2 separate regions of the Oryctolagus cuniculus genome follow, and region 2 is linked to region 1. The links are chromatin contacts, called in public Hi-C maps. All regions are on one chromosome and are shown on one strand. The core of a region is the stretch at or near the end of the contact, and the rest is flanking DNA. Distances in the headings are between cores, read along the strand shown.

What was found. Hi-C and Micro-C count contacts between places; a contact is called where the count stands out from the background.
Region 2: a contact with region 1 is called in a Hi-C map of an unstated tissue, with 1.9 times the contacts expected there. The contact joins the enhancer-like site here to the promoter of PRAG1 in region 1. A contact is called at or near these places in 2 of 6 Hi-C or Micro-C datasets (skin fibroblasts and an unstated tissue).

What each region holds. Positions count from the first base shown.
Region 1 is chr2:78,152,871-78,158,843 of mOryCun1.1, reverse strand. It overlaps PRAG1 (PEAK1 related, kinase-activating pseudokinase 1), which reads left to right and starts at 1,840. Exons shown (of 6, transcript XM_070068513.1): 1 at 1,840-1,977.
Region 2 is chr2:78,364,698-78,371,376 of mOryCun1.1, reverse strand. No RefSeq gene overlaps it. Among named protein-coding and RNA genes, the nearest start is that of CLDN23, 53 kb to the left of the region's middle. Within about 2 kb of position 1,791, at least 4 of the 8 cell types and tissues checked have an H3K27ac peak or open chromatin away from gene starts, as enhancers often do.

The DNA of each region.
Region 1 (5,973 bases), core at 591-3,090:
AGGCAAGATGAAGCCATCTTTAGGAACATGTTGCTGGCATAAAACGATGCACCTTGCATGTCAGCAGCTACAGTATAATGCGTTTATTTTGTGTGTGAGCACAGCAAATCACTGGAGGACACAGGTTACTAACACTGAATGAACCCTTGGACAGCTGTCCCAAGCCACAGAACCACTAGAGGATCTTGTCACACCATGGCGGTTGCTTCTTATAATTCTATTCTTTTGCCTGTTAGTGTAGCAAAAAGAAATTAGGTAAAGAGAAAAACATAAAGTGTACAGGAAGTGCCTCGTGTGTACTCAGTGGAGCCTTTATTTACCATATGGGGCCAGCGTCTCCCTTACAGTGGGCTCTACTGGGGATGAACCCAAACATCTGGCCTGGAACCTGGCAGGCAGGAACTTCTCAAAACACCTTCCCCTCCTGGGTCTCTAATTGAGCCGGCCCAAGGCTCAGCTCTGGTGGATGCTAACCGAGTTAAGCGGAGGCTTCCTTCCTATGTGTTCAAGTGATCTCCCTCCACTTCGGGAAGAAAGATAGGGCTGACTACCAGCCCTCAGGGAGGGCAGCCTGGGAGGGTGGGACTGCCTGTGGGGTCACACAGCTCTGGGTCCCAACGCTGGGATGACCGCTTTATCAACTGCGGAGCCTTGAAACTGACGTGGCCTTCGGAGCCTCTGTTTTCCTCTCTGTAAACTGGGGATAACGGTGGTCCCTTCTCCATTGGGGTTGCTTGACCCAGGTGAGCATGTAATGAATGTTGGTTCTATTCCTGTCCCTCCAAATGTCCCTACCCCACTCCTCAATTCTACTCATCCTCTTAGGAGAAACGGGAGACTTGGGAACATGGAGGAAAACCCAGGAACCTTAAGGGACCCCCTTCCTCTGTCAGTAGTAGGGGCTCCCAGGCTGGCACGGGCTGGCCGGCAGAGGACCGGAAGTGGAATGGACCATAAACTGCTTCTCGGGGGAGGGGGACAGAGAAGGCCACAAGGGAGTTTTTCCGGGGGGGTCTTCTTCCTGTTCCGCTTGGCCGATTTTTCCCCACCCATGCAGAGCCCTGGGAGGTGACCTCGGCGCAGGCTCCCTGAAGGAACGCCCGGGTCAAGGTGCACGGGTCCCGGGCAGCAGATGGAAGGGGAGGGAGCGCCGTGACTGGATCGCGGCTGTCATTACACTGAGTGAAGAAATCTGTAGCCCCAGGACTAACTCAGGGGATGACTCACTGGAAACCGTGCAAACTCAGGTGCAGTGGCCTGCGGAGGGCCTGGATGTTCCAGCAAGCTGGAAGGCCAGCTCTCAGCAGCCCGATCCTTGCATTCTCCCTCTAGAAAGCTCCAACTCAAAGGCTGAGCGATTTGCAGAAAGCCCAGGTCTCTCCCGCGCCACCATCCGTCCGGGGGTGACAGCAACCGGCACCCCAAGTGCCCATGCCGCCGGCCTCAATGGTGCGCTCAGGAATCTACCCCTGCTTCTCCTTCCCTGAGGGCTGCAGGGCACCCACCCCCAAGCGAGCACCCTGTGGCAAAGGGAAGCCTGCACGCGCCGCAGCTCGCGCCCGCACGGCCGCGCGGAGCCCCCACGGGGCAGGGGCGCCTGCGGGGCAGGGCGCGGGGGTCCGCCGGCTCCTGCGCTCGGGCTGGGGCGGAGCCTCGCTGTCGGAGCGGGAGGGCGGGCCGGGCGCGCGGGGTGGCGGGAGCGCCCGCCGGGGAGGCGGCGGCGGCGGCAGGCGCGCGGGCGCGGAGGGGCGCCGGGCGCGGGGACTGCGGCGGGGCGGCGGGGGCCGGGCCGGGCGGCGTAACCGGAGGCTGAGGGGGCGGAGCCGCGCGCGCAGCTGCCAGCCGGCCGCGGGGCCCAGGCAGAAGACACCCGCCCGCGGCCGGGCACGCACCGCGCGCCGCTCCTCTCCGAACAATGCTCCGCGGCGGAGGGCGGCGCGGCGACCGACGGCGAGGCCCCGGGAGCGCAGCCCCGAGGTGAGCCCCGACAACGTGCTGCAGAGGCGGCCTCTTTTTGTGTGTGTCTCCCATGGCTAACGTGGCCGCACCGAGGAGGTCGGAGGAGCGCGGCGGCCGCGGAGCGCGCGACCCTCTGTCGGCGTTCCCCGGGGTGACAGGCGGCCGCCCGGGGCGGGTGGGGGGCGTCCTGACCGCGTGCGCCCGGGGTGGCGGTGCCCCGAGGTGGGGACGCAAAGCGGGGAGGACCCGGGAGGCGGAGGGCTGTTACCGATTCATTCGAGAATCGCGCTCTTGGAGACAGGGAAACTTTCCTGGGAGTTCCGGGAGGGGGAAGCGACTGTTGGGGTGGTCCTTACTGCTCCTTTTGCGCCAGCAGACGCGGGCTTTGGGGGTCCGCCTTTGTGGACGGAGCAGCGAGCGAGTGGCCGGCCCGGCTGCTCGGACCGGGCCCCGGGGGGTGATGGCTTGGGGGCGCGGGGTAGGTGCCTTCGCTCAGCGATGCGAGGTGAGCCCGGTTCCCGAGAGCCCTGGTGGCTCGCTGGGAAACACACGCCGAGAGCCCGTTTTCCCCTCTGCCTGTGCCGCCCGCTCCCGGCCGGGGACACACACACACACACACAGTGCACTGCGGATGGGAATGGAGGCGGCAGAAAGTGTCGCCTCGCCGTGTGTGTCCGCCCGCCAGGTCACGCTCCGCGCGCCCGGGCACATGGTTTCGCAGAGCCGATACCGAAGCCCAAAGGTCCGGGGCCAAGGAGTTTGGCAATGCACGCAGCCCGTGCGTCCGCAAGGCTTGATTGATCACCCGGCCCAGCTATAATATATCTTGAGCAGCCAACGTCCCCTTCCCTCCGGGGGAAGGGACTTTGACAGGAAACCCAAGGGAATCCTGCAGCTAGCTGAGGTCCTGTGAGACCCGGGTCTCCTCCGAATCGGTTTAAATATCACATTGCTTCTGCTGAGGTCAGGTTACACAGCACTGGAAAGAGAGAGAAAAGAAAATAGAAAGTTATGTATGTTAACTTACCGTGTGTGTGTGTGTGTGAAGGCTGTGACTTTTTTCCTTTCTGCCCGGCAACCCTGGCCAATGGACCGTGTTGAAATGCAAACACTTTTCTATACACGGTTCCTTTTTTTCTGGCATAGCATTCATTTGATTACAAGATATAGGGGAAAAAATTTAGACTACTTTTTTTTTTTTTCTGGAATTCTGTCACTTCAAGGTAAGGCACGAGCGACTTGCTATGCAAGTATAAGGGACATTTTGAGCTAAAATAGTCAATACAGTGGATTTGGCCACCCTGATTCCTCAGATTCCTTGTGAAATGGGGTGGGAGTGTATCTGACAGCTTCAGTCTTGCAAATTGCAGCCACGAATGTAGTGCAGAAGTTTGCAGAGGCAAAGATATTTTATCATGACTTGCATCAGAAGGAATGCTGAGATCTTTTTCTAATCTTGCACTGCAGCCTCCTACTGAAATGGGCGAATTTGCATAATTCTGGGGGCTGCCTCCCCCCCGGAGGGAGGGAATGTGGGCTGGGGAGGTGCCATTCCCAGGCTGTGGAGAGCTGGCACTGCTGGGGCTAGCCTCAGCGCAGCTCCTGCTTCAGGGGTGCCATTTGGATTTTTCCTCCTCTTTTATTGGAATACTAGACGAGGGTTTCAGGCTTGACATGGTGGTGAGCTGTTTGCTGGGACCCGAGACACCAGTTGTAGCAGGATGGTGGGGTGCCTGGGGCTTCATGCCGTTTTCCAACAACTTTACCTTTGTGTCCCTGGGCAGCTGCGTGCCCAACCATTGGAGAGTCTCCCAGCTGAGGACGGGAGGGATACCCAAGGAAACGCCTGGCACATTGGTAACCTGGAGCCTGGCTCGCTCCCAGGGCTGGAGCGGGCCATTGGCTGCAAAGGCGGGAGACGGAAGGAGTCTCTCCATCAAGCAGCCCCCGCCCCATGATAAGTGTGTGTTCCCATTTCCCTGTTGAAGTGGTAGGAGGTGACCACCTCCAAGAGCTCCTGTGGGAATCTGGTGGCCCCTGAGGGAGTGCTTGGATGCCCAGCCTTCTCCGAGGAGCCAGCTGGAAGCCAGGAGCCCACACAGACCTGCCTTCCAAACTCTTCCTCTGCCGCCCCGCCCCGCCCTGCAGCAACCAGCCGTGGGAGCCCTGCTGCTGTCTTTTCTGTGGGGGAAATCCACAGGCTGCACCCATCAGCTGCCCAGGAGGACACCCACTCCTCACCGCTGAAGACTGAAATAGTTCCTCCACTGCTCCTCTCCTTGCAAAATTCAGCAGCAAGCCTATGGCTGTCTGTGGTTCGAGATTGTAGGAGAAAAAAAAAACCAGCCCTGCATCCTCAGTGTGTTGAATGAAGCCCAGTGACCCCTTCGGGAGAATTTGGCAAAGAATGAACCTGCTACTCGGGCATATTTGGAGAGGAGAACCTGACAATCAACTTAAAGGATTAGATCTGCGGCCTGGTGCTGTGGTGTAGCTGGTAAAACCACCGCCTGCAATGCCAGCATCCCATATGGGCACTGATTCATGTCCTGACTGCTCCACTTCCTATCCAACTCTCTGCTAATGGCCTGGGAAAGCAATGGAAGATGGCCCAGGTGTTTGGGCCCCTGCCATCCACGTGGGAGACCCAGATGAAGCTCCTGGCTCCTGGCTTCAGCCTGGTGCAGCCCTGGCTGTTGGGGCCATTTGGGGAGAAAACCAGTGGATCGAAGATCTCTCTCTGTCTCTCCCTCTTTCTCTGTAACTGTGCCTTTTTTTTTTTTTTTTTTTTAAGATTTACTTTATTTATTTGAAAGATAGAGTTATAGAGAGAGGTAGAAACAGAGAGAGAGGTCTTCCATCTGCTGGTTCACCCCCTAGATGGCTGCAAAGGTGGGAGCTGCGCCGATCCAAAGGCAGGAGCCAGGAGCTTCTCACGGGTCTCCCTTGCGGGTGCAGGGGCCCAAGAACTTGGGCCGTCTTCTGCTTTCCTAGGCCATAGCAGAGAGCTGGATCAGAAGAGGAGCAGCCGGGACTCGAACCGGCGTCCATATGGGATGCCAGCACTTCAGGCAAGGGCGTTAACCCACTGCACCACAGCGCCAACCCCTGTAACTGCCTTTCAAATAAATAAATAATCTTAAAAAGAAAGAAAGGGATCCATAAGGCCTGAATGGTGATTGCCAAAAGACAAATGTTTTGCTTTTATTCCCTAGTGTCCTGTCTGCATTGAGATTCTGTAGGTTTCCTCGGTGACTTTGGAGGGCAAAGGGGCACCCTGTGGGCCTGAACCTGATGCATGAGTGCCCTTGTGTGTGTGGGAGACAAGACAGGGAGCGCTTCCCAGAGACAGGAAGGATCTCAGGAGCTCCTGGCACAGGCCACCTGGTTAGTCCTGTTGATGATGTAGAGAGTTTCAACCTCAAGGAGATTCTCCTGGGAGCTCAGCCAGCCCTGGGGCCTAACCTTGTCTGTGTGGTGAGAATCCGCTCCGCAGAGGGGCTCCAGGAGATGTTCTCAGGCACCCTCTGCTGCCAGGAAGCCCATGCGTTCTAAGCCGCTGGCCAACTGCACGGCCTCACCACTGCCGTGGCAAAGTGCAGGGCTGCCGTCACAGCCGGGCTGTCTCTCCAGAACTGCAAACCTTCTGTGTCCCTGGACAGGTCTTAGGTTTTCTTTTTTTAAAGATTTATTTATTTATGTGACATGCAGAGTGACAGAGAGAGAGGGACAGACAGAAAAGCATCTTCCATCCGCTGGTTTACTCCCCAAATGACTGCAACAGTAAGGCTGTTGGGCCAGGCTGAAGCCAGGAGCCAGGAGCTTCATCTAGGTCTCCACATGGGTGGCAGGGGGGACTTGGGCCATCCTCCGCTGCCTTCCCAGGTGCATTAGATGAATCAGGGTTGGAAGCCAGGCTGCTGGGGTTTGACTTCACTCTGATCTGGGATGCTGCGTTGCAAGCAGCACTTAACCTGTTGTACAACAGTGCTGGCTCCTAGGCCTTAGTTTGTG
Region 2 (6,679 bases), core at 542-3,041, 210 kb before region 1:
AAATGCATTAATGCCTCCAGACCTCAAGTCGTGATGGGATGAGCACCCACGTCGAGTGGCAGTTCTAGAAGATCCCAGTGGGAGAATGTCTTTGGAAGTGCTTTACAAGGGTCAGGTCACTAAGCGGCATGAGCTGTTGGGTGGAAAGCATTCTGCAGCATTCTGAGGCCATGTAGCGCCTGGATTACATTTCAGCCTGAGTCCGCACAGAGAAGATACTGGGTGGATGCTTGCTCAGAAGCTCTGGGGTGGGCTTATTATTATTATTATTTTTTAATTTGAGAGAGAAGGAGAGAGGCAGACAGAGAGTGATCTCCCGTCTACTGTCACTCCACAAATGCCTGCAGTAGCCAGGGCTGGGCTGGGCTAGAAGCTGGGAGCCGGGAACTCAGTCCAGGTCTCCCACGGGGTGGCAGGGGCCCAGTCACTGAGCCATCACCACTCCTCCCCGGGTCTGCCTTGGTAGGAGCCTGAGTCAAGAGCCGGACGTGGGTGCTGAAGTTGGGTGTTGGATGGGATGCGGGCCTCTTCCAAAAGTTAGGTACGCCTTCTTGAGATGGGGTGTTCAAGGGGCTTGCAAAAGGTGCAAACAATAAACTTGGAGACCTGTGTTCTTTATATCCAGTGGAGTCATCACTTTCCCCCTTCCACCTTCTCCGGCCTGCTCAAGACCCCACCACACCTCTCCCTGCGGAAGGCTGCCTTCCCTTTCCTCACTTCCAGATTTCACCTGGGTGTCTGGGGGACACTGGCCTAGGCAGTGTCTTTTGCTCTGGGGTGACTGCTGTCAGAGTGGCACCATAAGGGAATCGGACTGAGCTGCCCCGGTGCCTTCCCATTCCCCCAGGAAGATGTGGCAGAAAGAATCCGGACACAAAGGGGTTTGTGTTTGTCAGAGACGAGAGGATGCAGGCTGGAAGTGACACGCGGAGTGGAGCGGGCGGGGGCGTGGGGAGGAAGGAAGGGTAGGGAGGTGAGAGAGCAGTGACTCATGCTGCAAGAACTGGGCTGTTGAAGCTTACAAAGTCTCAGGAGCAGTGAAAACAAACGCGAGTGACCTCCAATTCAGCTAATAGAGAACATTGATTTCCTTTACGCGGCTCAGCCAAATGCATTTGATTTCTCCTGAAATGTTGCCAGCAAGTATTTTTCAGTTCTTATAATGAAATCTTCTTTTTAGGTCACCTTTAAAACTTCCTGGCTGTCTCTTTGAGGGGCTGCACTCAGTGCTAATGTCTCAATTCAGCAAGACTATTTTTTTTTAAGATTTATTTATTTATTTGAAAGAGTTACACAGAGAGAGGAGAGGCAGAAAGAGAGAGAGAGAGAGAGAGAGAGAGAGGTCTTCCATCCGCTGGTTCACTCCCCAGATAGCTGCAATGGCCGGAGCTGCGCCAATCCAAAGCCAGGAGCCAGGAGCCTCCTCCGGGTCTCCCACATGGGTGCAGGGGCCCAAGGACTTGGACCATCTTCCACTGCTTTCCTAGGCCATAGCAGAGAGCTGGATCAGAAGTGGTACAGCCAGGTCTCGAACCAGCACCCATAAGGGATGCCAGCACTGCAGGCCAGGGCATTAACCCGCTGTGCCACAGTGCCGGCCCCAAGACTTTTGTTAATTAAGCTGCCAATATGCATTCTTTCCTGCCTCTTTCAGAGAAGCAGACAGAAAACGATCCGCATTCTTCCAGAACTGTTTTGTGGTGCTGTGTTTCTAGCACCACTGTATATATAGGATCCCCTCGCTGGCAGTCTACCTCTAGGCCCACCTGCTCACCAACCATTTGGCCAGCCTCAGTGATGCTTATCAGTGGTCTTAGTAACACCAGCAGCAGAAAGAGCCAGAAGACACCCTCCTTGTTAGCTCTCCTGGCTGCACTACATCATAATTCTGGTTTCATATAGCCTCTGTATTCCTTTAATCTGACGTCAATGATGCAAGAAGCAAATGATCCTTTTACTCTTATGCACCTTATTCTTAGAATGTGGATAGAGCAAGAACTAAATAAGATTTTGTTATCTGAACTAGGTATCATTTTCATCTTTAGTCTCACAACAGGAAAATGTCAACGCCCCTACTGTATAGAAGCTGTCTAGGAAACACAGCTCAACAGTTGGAGAAATTCTCATGCCTTCAGTGTTCCTGGCTCCCTGCTGTTTTCTCCTCCTCCTCCCACCACGCTCATCCTAATGAATATTCAGCCTGCATCCTTCCACTATGATTTTGAATAGGATGTTTCCTGTTTTTCCTATTAAAGACTGTTGTCCTGGGTCAAGGGGATTGTTTAGTAAGACCTTGCAGCTGGGAATTCCTGTTTATTTTTTATTCTGACCCTGGTTTGGGGACAACATATGTCTTTTCAAATAATGCCTTGCATGTTCCAATGGATCTATTACCCTGACTATATTGCAAGATTATTTTTTAACCAGTTCACTGTTCTCCTCTCACTATTAGCAGTTCAAGGGCAAGGGTTAGGTTCTGTTTATTTCCCTTTTCTGGTGCCCAGCATAATGCTGATAACAGAAGTTCAATAAATTTTGTTCAATGGATGAAAAGGCATGGCGATGGTGTGTTCCACAGAGAAGTGGTCTTAATTCTCCCCATCACTGTGCTTAGGCTAGAAATGGATTGGGAGAAATGCAGATTCCCGTGTGCTCATTTGTGTGCCCTCTGGGGCAAAATAATGATTGCTTAGACATGGTGCACCATGACCCATTGGATCCAAGACTTGGGTTCTATTCCGGTTTCCTGGCTGTAGACTTTGCCACACTTCAAGCACTTGGTGACTGCTACAGTTTTTATGATGACAATGGCTCCATGGGTCATGGTTATTGTTCATTACTCATATCTGCCTTGCAAATATGCTACCTGGGTAGACTGGGGATGTTCCTGAAGCATTAGTGATGATTTGGTCCCTGAACAGGAACTTAAGAGCAAGACCATATTTGGAGTGTGCTTCCATCAAAGCCATCTGTAAACATGTGCATGTTTGTCAATTACAGCATGTAGTTTGGGAGCTGGGGCTGAGCCTGGTGGTTAGGATACCCATCCCCTCATTAGAGGGTCTGGGTTTGATTCCTGGCTCTGAATCCTGAGTCCAGCTTCCCACCAATGCAGAACCTGGGAGGCAGCAGTGACGGCTCAAGTAATTAGGTTCCTTTCTCCCATGTGGGAGACCCGGGTTGTGTTTCCAGCTTCTGGCTCCAGTCCCAGCCCAGCCCCAGCTGTTGTGGGCATCTGAGGAGTGAACCAGTGAATGGAAACTTTCTCTGTCGTCTTCTGTCTGTCTCCGTATGCCTCTCAAATAAATAATACAAATTTCAAATTAAGGCATGTAGTTTTGGATTTATGACTTGGGCTTCACGGGATTAGCCATGAGAGAATGTCTGGGAGCCCTTTTATAGTGCTAAGGGGATCCTTGAGTTTCTTCCTTAAACACTCTATGGATGGTCTTTCCATTCGCCAGCCGGGAGAAGAGATATAAGCACCTTGGTATTTCCTCATAAGCAGTCAGAAAGGCTGCAAATGCGCTTCACAGACATTATTTCATGAGTTCTCTAACCAAGTCTAGGGAATAGTAGATACCCTTAACAGTCACTAAAACCCATCAGTGGCTTCCGCCTGTCTCCCTAGGGATAAATTCCTCCATAACTCACCTGCTCCTCATCTCTTCTCTGCCTTTCGCAAGCATGAACACCCCCACCCCACCCCGCCCCACCCCAGTTACATCAAACTGCTGCAGATTTTCACCTCCTGTGCAGTCTGCCTCCAGTCTCTGGAGGCCACCGTTCCTTCCTCTCCTCCCGACTCCTGCTCCTCCTTTGAGTGGAGAGTCTTACATGTCACCTCCCAGATCTATGCCAGGTGAGACTGTCTCGCTCCAGAAGTCAAGAGCCCACAGTGCCAGCATTTTCAAAGGAGGCGTGACTTTTTTTAAGATGGCCTGGCCATCCGTGGGAAACACCTTGGTCCACAACTGTCCGTTCTGTGATCACCCGTGTCCTTCTACTTAGGTATTTGAGTTGATGTCCCGCTCCAGGTGTAGCCGAGAGCAGCCAGGAAGAGTCTGTCAAACCTCTTGACTTGTGTTTCAGATGCCTTAGTTTTGTCCGACTGCTTTGGCTGTCTAGGAAAGAAACAAATCATACCTCTGTCCCTGACTTCTTCCTCTGCTTAATTTAACATATTATTAGTACTGTGACCATCAATAATTCAAATTCCATCAATGTGAATGTCGGAAGATCGTAAAACTTTCCTGACGTGCTGAGACCAAGGAGACTTTGGGTGATCTATGGTGCTTTGTGCATGGCATTATTTTAATCATGCTAGGTGCTTGTTCTTCTTGATAATGTTCAGAACGGCAGAAGAGTCAGGAAGGCAGATTCTAGCGAAGGCTATGCCACTTCTGATATGTGAAATCATCTCTGCAGGCGTTTTATCTCAAATGTACATTGGAAATGACAATGGCACCTGTCTTATTCCCGGACAGTGGTGGAGGGAGTGGGAAATGAAGCCATGCATCTAAAGTGTTTAGTGTTCTCTAGGGTCAAGGCCAGCTGTCAGTAAGTTGTGTCTTATTATAGCACAGATCCTAGCAAGTTCCCCTTCTCACTTCCCCTCGAGGCAGTTCAGCCATGTCCTTTCTCAACTTGACCTCCTGCAGGTGCCGCCGAAGTTGTGCAGTTACAGGTCAGTTCATTCCACCCTGTGGTCGAGGAAGGGAACCCAGAGTCTCCCCGAGCACGAAAGCCCTGAAGCTCCTGAGAGAGAAGCATGGCTCCCCCATTCCTGAAGCCCCTGCAGCCCGCACGCACTGTGGGACAAGGCTCCCTCTTCCGTGTGGATGGCAGCTCTCTCACCCACTGGGCCCGAGCTCCCTCACCTGTGTCCTGAGGCCAGCTGTGTGTTGCCCGTAGGCGCTCAAGAAATGCTGAGAGGGGCACATGTCCCTCTTTACAGTGAATGCATAGGAAAATACTGGTTTCCTTTTAAATGGTTTACCTTTTTCTTATGTTACAATCTCGGTGAAAAATGCATTGGAGGAGGGGTTGACAACACTTTTCTTCACTGATTCCCAACCTACCCAAGCAATCCACAGAGTCCTCGGATCCTAAGTGGGCACCAGGTCCTATTTCAAGGGGCAGCTTCCTGCTGCTGTGTCTGGAAGACAGTGGGTGATGTCTCAAGTGCTTGCACCCTTGCAATTCTTGTGGGAGACCAGGGTGGAGTTCCTTGCTCCTGGCTTCCTCCTTTTCTAGTCCTGGGAGTTGTGGGTATTTGGAGAGTAACAGTGGATAGGAGATCTCTCTCTCTCTCTCTTTCTCTTTTTCTGTCTCTCCCTCTCTTTCTGCTGTTTAGCCTTTCAAATAAATAAAAGATTAAAAAAATCGACTTTCTTGTGGCCACTTGCTTATCAAAAATAGCTTCTAATCCTGAGTGCGTAACTAAGTCCGTCCTAGGCCCTGGCATGAAGCTCTTCTCTCTCTCCCTATTTGTTGTGACTTCACAGAGGGAGCCTGTTCTGGGAGGAGCTGATTCTGATTCTCCTTTGTCATGTGCTGCTTTGTGAGAAGAATAGAGAATAAAGGAAGAACAGAGCTGGCGAGCCATTCATCCCAGAGCAGCTTGGTCTCTGCTGTCCTGGCTCTCAATTTCCTATCTGTCTGCTGGAGGACTTGCCCCGCATGGAGAGGCCTTAAGCAATGCTTAGAACTCTATCATTTTCTTTCACCAACCTGTAGGGAAAATTGGAGGCGGTCTCAACAGTTGGCAAAAGGATTCCAATTCTTCAAAATTCCATTCTGCTAGAACTATTCAGATCCATTCTATAGCAACACTTGACTTGGACACCATTGTCTATTTAAAGGGTAAAGCTATGGGTATTATGACTTCTCATCTGATAGCTGTTTCCTGTGCCAAACTCCTAGGAGTTTGTTTGTTAATCCTGGAAACCATTATAATCAGGTTAATAGGAAGAAACAGCTCCTTGAACTCAGTGTACTTGGAAGTTCCCGACAACAGCCCGGAGCTGGTGACTGGCTGCCCAGGCAAGAACAGTGCAAACAGGAGAGATGGGAACCCCTCTGGTAGAAGCTACCCTGCCTCTTTCATGTAGGTGTTTGTAGGCCAGGCACTGCCTTAGTTAGGACTGTCATTTTAAGATTGATTTCTGTATTCATGTGTGTACGACAGCAAATTCAGAGGCAGAATGCCTAATTTTACCAATGTATGAAGATGTGATCATTTTATCCCTTGTCTAAGTTATGTTGGCCATGCACATGTGCATAACTAAGCTAGTGGATTCTGATAGTTCGGGAGAATCCCTTACGCTGAAACAGAGAATTCCAGGCAGCTTGTAACTACGTCACTTCTGAGACATTGTCCTGCCCATTGTGGCTTGCTTGGTTTTTTCAGGCACAGGCATCAAGTGGCTAATGAAGATTGTTAACATGATTGGAGTTTGCACAGTTAGCCAGGTGAAAGGAGGAGCAGAAGATTTTTCTGCCCTGCAGGGTGGGTCTGTGGAGAGAATTTTACAGAGTGACCGGCAAACAGGTGGTGCTCAAAAACTATAAGAAAATACCATTGTCATGATGAATCAACATGCTCACAGCTCTGGGCAGTGCCAGACAGGCTGAGTGGTAAGGATGGACTTGGGCCCCAAGGAGTTCTCTTCCAAGG